Regions from separate parts of the Capra hircus genome. Here region 1 is linked to region 2. The links are chromatin contacts, called in public Hi-C maps. All regions are on one chromosome and are shown on one strand. The core of a region is the stretch at or near the end of the contact, and the rest is flanking DNA. Distances in the headings are between cores, read along the strand shown.

Evidence for each region. A called contact is a pair of places that touch in the nucleus more often than the background predicts.
Region 1: a Hi-C map of blood shows a contact between it and region 2, with 3 times the contacts expected there. The contact joins the enhancer-like site here to the promoter of MRPS23 in region 2. A contact is called at or near these places in 3 of 5 Hi-C or Micro-C datasets (blood and liver).

The regions. Positions count from the first base shown.
Region 1 is chr19:8,397,487-8,402,033 of ARS1.2, reverse strand. No RefSeq gene overlaps it. Among named protein-coding and RNA genes, the nearest start is that of VEZF1, 6.7 kb to the right of the region's middle. Within about 2 kb of position 1,798, at least 1 of the 5 cell types and tissues checked has an H3K27ac peak or open chromatin away from gene starts, as enhancers often do.
Region 2 is chr19:8,262,953-8,267,600 of ARS1.2, reverse strand. It overlaps MRPS23 (28S ribosomal protein S23, mitochondrial), which reads left to right and starts at 2,623. Exons shown (of 5, transcript XM_018064100.1): 1 at 2,623-2,783; 2 at 3,592-3,762. The coding sequence starts at 2,740.

The sequences.
Region 1 (4,547 bases), core at 549-3,048, 140 kb before region 2:
TTGGATTTGTTTTCCACCTCCAGTTGGCACGGTTTAATAAATGTTGATTGACAGAGAAAGAATTTTAGTACTCCTTAAAAGCAAAATGGTATAGAAACCTAGTCCACAAAGTATTGGTTGACTGGGTAGATTATTAGAGAAAGTGGTAATCCTAACATTGCATCAGATAATTTCTCAGCTGTGAAACTAGGAAGTGCAAATTACTGTTGACCATTCCTGTTAGAAGTGCTGACCTGCCACACAGTGTAAAAATGGCTACAGGCAGCCTTCTGGATCTGCAGTTAATGCATCTGCAGACTGAACCAACCCTAGATTGTGTAGCACTGAAGGAAGCAGCACACAAGTGGCCCTGCATGGCCCAGCCTGTGCTCCAGGGCCAGCTCGTTTAAACAGTAGCTTAAGCCACGTATAACCGTAGAAACAAGTACTGTCCCCCAAATCAGTCTTGCAAAGTAAAACAGTTGCCTTGTTGCAAGATGTGCCAAACTTCAGTGCAGATCCTGTAGAATTGATGTGTCTCCTTTAGGAGCAGAGGAGTTCCCTCTCACTTTCTCACAAAGCGAAAGCCAGTTGTGTCTGACTCTTTTGCGACCCCATGGACTATATAGTCCATGGAATTCTCCAGGCCAGAATACTGGAGTGGGTAACCTTTCCCTTCTCCAAGGGATCTTCCAAACCCAGGTCTCCCTGCTTTCTCCTGGATTGTCCATTATTAAGCATAATTCTTACAGAAGAAGCCTTAAATTAGTTCTGAATTTAGTAATCCTGTCTCAATGAGTTTCTACAGTTTTCTCATTAGGGTTGAATTATTTTGGTTCTTTATTAGTAGTTATCCATAAAGAGATTTATAGATAGAATGAAGAAACTGGGTAGTATATTTACTGGCTTGGAAATCTTAACGTTACTCCAGGACCCTGACCCTGATCCTTAGGCTGATAGAGGATCAGCTAGCATAAGCAGTTCTCAAAGCCATGAACTCTGGAAACTCACAAATCTTGAAAGCACTCACATTACTTTTGCCTTTGAAAACTTCCCTTCATGATCTGCTAAAGACTAAAGCATTCTTAGTCTAAAGAACGATCTAAAGAAAGACTGAAGCACTAATTGCATTGTGTTTCTGCTTTGCTTTTCTTCAGCATGGTGTCACGTAATGTGTACACCTCCATGTTGCCCTTAAACTGTTGTCTGATTTCATGTATGTTTTGATTTCCTCCAGCTACATGGTAAACTAGAGACCAAAATCTGTATTAATAACTTTCTGACACTTTTTCTAAGATGCTTGGTGCACAACACTGACCTTACTGTTTATGTATGAATACGGTCATGAAATCCTCAGCAGGTGAACTGCATAGCTTAGATCTTATATGTACTGTGGTCCTCCAGTCAGATTGGGCTTATTTCCAAAGTCGTGACTTCAAGAGTTTGTGCCATTTTCTGCCTTCTTAGTGGAGAAGTTAGAGGGGGAAATGCAAGGACATAGGACAAATACTTGGTGGAAGTAGCAGCTGGTTGGTTGGTTTGTTTGTTTTTGGAGTGCTTTGACTCTAATTCTCCAATGTTTCTAGCCTTATTTTGGAGTTGGAGGAAATGAACTCAAAGATGTTAAAGTGACAGAACTTGAGTCTATGTCTTCTAGTGACAAGCTCTTGTTTATTTTATTACTATATTTTTTTTAAACCGGCCTTTTCCCAGTGGAGAGGTTGGGGGGAAAGAAGTCTTTGACCCAAGTGGTCACTACCTGTAATACCCACTTGATGCCACCAGGGTGCCCCGTGGTGCTGTCTTTGATCCATGTTCTTAGCCAGGTTGATGGGGCTGTTTCAAAGTGTTCATCTTGTCACAGTGACCAGAGCCCAGCAGTACAAAGTGGGGTACTTAGCTCCCTGGCTTTCCAGTGTGCAGTGCACAGCCAACATCAGAGAAGCCCTTGCCCTCTTTTGACCCCTTCTGGTCACACTGGCCCCACAGAAAGCAGATCAGACAATGACCAGAGCCTGGCTAGCTACTCTTACCAAGCTACAGTCTCAGAGGATAGTAGCACGAAAAAGATCCTGAGAATTGATAAATGTAAACATGCACTTGTTTTGTTAGCTAAGTGTACACTTAAATTCTTATTAGCAAGATAGATCTGATACACGAAACCGTATTGAATTGCTTTATCAGCTTTAAAAGCAACGTGTGATGACTTTCTGGTTTGCAGTAACAGTCTGCGTTATACTTGGTCCTGAGCGTACAGCCTATTAGGCATTAGTTGTGATATTCAGCCCTAGATGACAGCCCAGTGTCAAAGCTGTCAGTTATGTGAGAACCAATGAAGTGAAGTCTCGTTTAGCACGACAAGTAGCCCCTTTAATGTTTTGTTTTCTTCCCAGTGCTCTTATAATCATTTTGTATAAACATTTAACTAGTCTATAATTATTTCAAGTTTTGATTTCTCTATTGGAGGAGATTCTTAAACATATTCCAGTGACTGACTAGTACAGTTCTGGGCCTTAAATAGATGCTTCATAAATATTTCCTTACTGAAAAAGGATGATAGTTATGGCATAGTTCTACACATGAGCCATTTTTCTAAGGAGAGAATCCACATTAGGAGGTCTTTGTTTTGTCCAATCCATTATGAACTGAAAAGTTAGTATCTAGGGTGTCTTGGCTAGCCTTTCAAAACCTAGAATATATCATTCTAGGTTGGAGATAGCACAGCCTGAATTTTGGGCTGAAGCTGAGCTGATTAGATAGCATCCATGCAGTATCTCTAGGACTAGGTGTTTACCAGGTTTCTTAGAACCATGGGGGAGACTTAAACTTTACTGATTGAAGCTGTAGTCTTGGGGTGCCTTTTCCCTCTCCCTTTCCTGTTTTCTCAGGTACATTTCCATCCCCAAATTCCTGTGGTTTTAAGATCACTGTGGAACAAATCCCAAACCTCCCTCTAGCAGTCGAGGTTTCCTTTCAGTTTTTTCAGCTCTTCTGTGGGGAGAAAGCTAAACACAGATTGTATGAACGTGAACCTTCCATAAGCTTTGCTTAAGTGATCAGAGTAACTGATCTTTAGCTAAATGAATGCGTATAGAACATACGTGGGGACTTCCTAAGGCTTCATGAGTTTTGCTAAATGTACTGTAGGTCCTGGACAAGTTAGGGATAAAATTTATCAATTCTAATGCAAACCAAAAAAATCCCCTTGTCCCTGAGAAGCATAACTAAGCAAAACTAGTTATCTAATTTAGTTTTAATAAATTTTGTCTGAGGATAATTCTTCCATATGCGAAGAATAAACATATGCCTTTCCCATCTAAAGGATAAATTAGTGAGAGGCAGACTGTGTGTGTATTGCAACCCCCAGGATTCTTATTTCTGGGACTGCCTTTTACCTGATGCTTTGGACACATTTTCGCTGGCTTGAATTGAATGCTTGCCATCTGCTGTCAGCATTCACTGCTGAATAAAAGGGGAGGAAGGGGGAGAGAAAGTGAAATGAGAGGTTGTGGGGTGGGTGAGGAGCGAGGAAGCTGGAAAAATAAGAGGAAACAGCTGGGAGCTAGGAAGTTGGGGAGGGACTTAATGTAAGGTCAGTAAAACAGCTTGCAGAGGACAGGGTCAGGCCTAGGGGTAAAAGGCTAATTAACTTCTGTCAACTAGTTGAGTAGAGCTTTGTGTGCTTTGTTTTGAAGACTAAAATTACTTCAGAGGAAACATCTAGATTCTCTGAATCTGATCCATTTTCCCTGTGTATCATAGTAAATTGTTCACCAAGTCAGAATCTATCCTGCCCTCTAGGAATTGTCCTCTTCAGGTCTAGCAAAGAGCTTGTGCCACGGTTCAGGAAATCAGGGGTGAAATGCTTCACATAGTATGAGTAGATAGCAGGTAAGCTTTATGTTTTAGTACACAATTTAAGGATTAAAGGCTGAGTACAGCTGTTGTCTCTGTAGAGTTTAAGAACCAGCTTGCCAGGTTCCCTGCACCTGCTTATATACTGGGCCAGGTGACTGACTGTAGAACTTTAGGCAGCTTCTGTAATAGTTCAGAGATTTCTCAGAGTCAAGAAACATCCTTAAAGAAGCAAATCCTGGAGCTTGTGCCAGATCTCACGCTGTCCTGGCCTCGTGTTGCCATCTCGGCATTGCTGTCAGGAGTGGAGCCACCTACCTGAAGCTTAGCCTGTTTTGTGATGCCACATCAGTGTCTTAGGCCACCACTGCTCATGCCCCTCCCTCAGGGAGCATACTCAAAACCGGTGTCATCATGTCCTGTTTCTTTCACTATGAAGAATAGAGGATCCTCAGTTGAAGATCAAATTGACCCAATGAGGCTTTTTTTAATCTAAGCCAATGAAAGGAAGAGGAAGGAGCACCAATTCAGAAAGAGGGGGTCATAATATAGGATCTGCAATGTATTAACATGGTAACTCTTTGAAGACTAAGAGAAACAGAGTCCTATTTGAATTCTGAACTATGGAGTCTGAGATGAAGACGAAATTGACATGCTTCTGCTGGAATTTGGGTAAAGAGTGTTTACTCAGTATGTGTGTTCTTGCTCTGCCC
Region 2 (4,648 bases), core at 1,374-3,873:
AAACCCCGCTCTCAGGCCCTGGCCTCAGATCAGCCTGTCCCCGGCCCCTGGGGCCTATTTTTCCTGTCTTCCTCAGCCCACCAGTCTCCAGCTGGAGGCACTGGTAAGGGGCATTGTGGAGTCCCAGAAAGTGCCCAGGCGGGGCTGGAGGCCTAGCTCTGACTGTTACTTATCAGACAAGTTACTTAACCCCCTGTGGCCTCACATTCTCATCTATAATGAGGATAACAACAGCCGCTTGTGGATAGGTGTGTGGATTCAGTGAGATAACACAAAGACACAGTAACAGCTTATGAGACAATCCCCTCCTCCACCTCACCAGCCTCCTAGAAGAGGACTCTGGGATGGCTTGACACTTTTTCTTGCTGATAAAGATACTGGACTCCTGAGAGAGAGCTTGTATGTACGTGATTCAAAACTGATGTTGAGATTTGCTGCAAGCAATCCAAGGTTTTAAATTCTACCCTGGAAGTGAACATGAAAGTGAAGTTGTTCAGTCGTGTCCGACTTTGCGACCCCATGGACTGTTGTTCAGTTGACTAAGTCATGTCTGACTCTTTGCGACCCCATGGACTGCAGCACGCCAGTCCTCCCTGCCCCTCACTATCTTCTGGAGTTTGCCTAAGTTCATGTTTACTGAATCGGTGATGCTATCCAACTGTCTCATCCTTTGCCGCCCTCTTCTCCTTTTGCCTTCAATCTTTCCCTACATCAGAGTCTTTCCCAAGAGCTTTTCCCTTAGATTCAAAAGTTCAGAAGTGAATGCAGGGGCTTCGCTGGCGGCTCCGTGGTAAAGAATCCACTGCAGTGCAGGAGAAACGGGTTTGATCCCTGGCCTGGGAAGATCCCACAGGCGTGGGAGCAACCAAGCCCGTGTGCCCCAACCGCTGAGCCGGCGCTCTGGAGCCAGGGAGCTGCAATGATTGCGGCCTGAACGCCCTAGAGCCTGTGTCCCACGACCAGAGGAGCCGCAGAATGAGAAGCCCGCACGGCACAACCAGAGCAGCCCCTACTCAGCTGCAACCAGAGAAAGCCACACACCAATGGGGACCCAGCACAGCTCTCCCCACCGCCCCAGAAGACCTCTGTCTTCAAAAAACACCCATGAATATAGACTCTTCACAGGTCAAACTCTGAAGGGACACATAAAGAAAAAAAGTCTCTCTTCCCCTCCTGCAATCTCACTGGAGATCATCAACTTTCACAGCCCATGGGCGCCTTTCCACATAGTTTCTGTCTCCATGCAAACACAAACACTGGAAAACGTTCTCCTTGTAACAGGTTAAAGACGCTTCTCTGCAAGTTCCTTTTTCATTTTACAGTAAGTCACGGGCATTCATCTGCGGCAATACATGTGGGTCTAGCTGGTTGGTGTTAATAGCTGCATAAGCCTCCACTGATTATATGAAGCATAGTTTTCCAGCCATTTCCCGCTCGATGGATGGGAGGGTGCATCACGGACAATGCTGCAGCGACGGTCCTTGCACAAATATCCTTGTGAAACTGTGCTTTAATTTCTGCAGGATACTTTACGCAAAGTATGATTATGGGGCTAAAAGGTTATCCTGAGAGTGTATTTCCCCCAGATTTTTGAGTTTCCTTCTCGGAATTTGTTTGTTCCGGACACTTTCACTTTTCAAGCTCCAAGGAGCAGCTAGCTAGCGACGCCTCCCGGGGAGAAAACACTAGCTGTCTGCAGCGACCGGATGCAGGTGGCGCTTCAGGGCCAAAGGGTTTAGTGGGGAGCGCTTAAGGGCAGGAGATGCAGGAAGGAGGCTTGGGCTCCAGAGTGACCCTGGTCTGGTGACGTCCCTCCACGGGGCTGGGTTTCCTTCTGCATAGACCGTGATATCGTGGTCCCGGCGCGGGTTGGAAAAGAATTTCCAGACATTAGACAGAATGAAAGAAGAATAAAGCTTATTAGAGTGGGAGATGCTGTTAGAACAGCGAGCCAATTCAAGGGAGAACCGACCTTGAATGGGGGAGGGGGGTCCTTCAGTTCAGTTCAGGGGGGTCCTTAGACCACTTTTATAGCCAGGGTACAAGGAGTGCGATAGGGGTCTTGCGGGTCATTTGCTGATTGGATGAGGCTCCTATACTGGGTGGGGGAAAGAGTAGGGCAAATGCCTCCCCCCTACGGGGCAGGAGGCGAGACAGGTTATACTGTTCCATTAATAGTTACACCGTGGGGGAGGGGAGGACGATGAGGGTCTGGTTTTTCCGTTCCTGCGTTCCAAGACCCTCCTTGGTTATCTGCTCTTCCGTCCTTGGGTCACCACATGTGGCTCCAACCAAAATGAGTCGCAGACGGAGCCTAGAGCTGGTGATCTCTGATCTCTGCCTTATGAATTCCTCGCCTTGTTGGCTCCCTCAGGACCTAGGCTGCGTCTCCCTACTCTCTCCCCATCATCTTCCCTCGTTCCTTGAAGGCAGCGGTGGCCAGAAAGGGTAAAGCGACAATTAACCCCTCCCCTGGATCGGTCATGTATTGCTTTTGCCCGGCTGTGGCTCTCTCCCGCCCTGGCGGCTCGGCTATCGAGTGCTCCTGTCTGAGCCTGGCGTGTAGCCGAGGGTGCGGAGATTCGGCCATCCTTTGCTTCTGCCTGGCCCCGCCCTCCCGTTGAAGCCGCAACCCGGGCACTGCGATCGGTGGCTCGGCCCGCGACTTTCTCCCACTTTACCTGCCGCAGGCGCTTCCGGTTCCGGTACAGGGACAGCGCGGGATCCAAGGTCCCGGGCATGGCGGGGAGCCGGCTGGAAACCGTGGGGAGCATTTTCACGCGGTGCGTGCTCGGAGCCGGGGGTGTGCCGAGGGCGCGAGGGCGTCTCCCCCTTTTACGCCCTTTCTTGGGTGGGTCTGATCCTGGCCAGGCCTCTCTCGTGCTTTGTCCTGCTTCTGAAAAATTGTGCTTGGCTGCGTCACCCCTCGAATTTCTTAGCTCGCACGTTCAAGATCGCACCTTTCCGCTCTCCAAGTGGAAAATGAAGTGAAAGTCGCTCAGTCGTGTCCGACTCTGCGACCCCTTGGACTACACAGTCCATGGAATTCTCCAGGCCAGAATACTGAAGTGCGTTGCGTAGCCTTTCCCTTCTGCAGGGGATCTTCCCAAACCAGGGATCAAACCTGGGTCTCCCGCATTACAGGCGGTTCTTTACCATCGGAACCCAAGAATACTGGAATGAGTAGCCTATCCCTTCTCTAGGGGATGTTCCCGACCCACGAATTGAACCGGGGTCTCCTGCATTGCAGGCGGATTCTTTACCAGCCGAGCTCCAAGTGTAGGTCTCTGGGAGAAGTAAGGGAGGATGGGGCTGTTGGGCCTGGCCAGAACAGTCTTTGCATTTTCCTTGATGGGACGTGGATGAGGCGAGGGGAGTGGAACGCACATGAGAAGGTGGATTAACCCTGAGCACTGTTTGGTTGGTTTGGAGTTTGGAAACATTTTACCATTTAGCAGGTAGAGGACCCCCTACCTGCCCTCCTTCCGGTTGTCTTCTGGACTCCGCGACCCTGCCAGTGTCTCAGGCTGCATCAGGGGCTCAGACAGGCTGTTGTCACTTACTGACCTTTGTTCTTTACCCTTCCTTCAGGACGCGAGACCTGATTCGGGCTGGGGTGCTGAAGGAGAAACCCCTTTGGTTTGACATATATAACGCCTTCCCTCCACTGCGGGAGCCAGTCTTCCGAAGGCCTCGCTTGCGATATGGCAAAGCTAAATCTCCTACCCAGGACATCTTTTACCACGAGGATCAGATTAGAGCGTGAGTGTGGAGCCCATGCGGTGGGCCAGAGGCGGCCCAACTTCAGAAGGAAAGGTTTAGCCAGCAGACTGGCCACTTAAATAGGAATTGAGTAAGGACTTGCCCTGTGTAGGTGGTCTTGTCCATCTCGCCAGATTAGGGAATCAGTGCCCCTCCCCCAGGACAGAGAAGCAGAAGTTGGGAGTAGAACCTGGTGCCCAGCAGCTGACCAGCCATTGCAGTTATAGTTACCTGTTTCTGGGCATCTGTTTGGTCGCTGGCACTGTGTTAAGCCCCTAGCAAACGTTACTTCATTTAGGTCTTACTCTAACCCTGCAAGATAGGTATCCTCTCCGTTTTAGTCATGAGAACTGTGAGGCTCAAGGAGGTCAACTTGACTGGGAATTCACAGGACAAATCTCTTTCCCTTAAATACTGATGTCAGTTTTTAACATCTGGAATGTTAGGATCAGAGACTGTGTCTAATTGAAATGAATACATATCCCTTATTCTTGCCCCTATTCCTGAATAAGAAAAAAACTTAGAAAGTCATCATATTCTTTATTGAGGTCCAGGCGCCCACCTTTCCCTCGAGGAACACCATACTGCCCCCCTTGCCCAACACGCCTCTGAGGTAGGAGAAGAAGTATGTTCTGGCTCTATTTGGAAATTTTCAGAGATCTTTAGGGCATTAAGTGTTTTTCCAGTACTTTCTGGTCTGGCCCATTCCATTCACTTGGTCGGGATGCTCTCAGGGTTATTTGTATGCTAACATCGTTGGTGCTTCTGCGGTGTGGGTGGCAGTGGAACTGGGCGGTGGTCATTGAAGAATGAAACATTTTACTGCGTCCTCTTTTGTTGCTCGTAATGCCCAGATTATAACACTGGACCTAAATAGTTTTTTGAA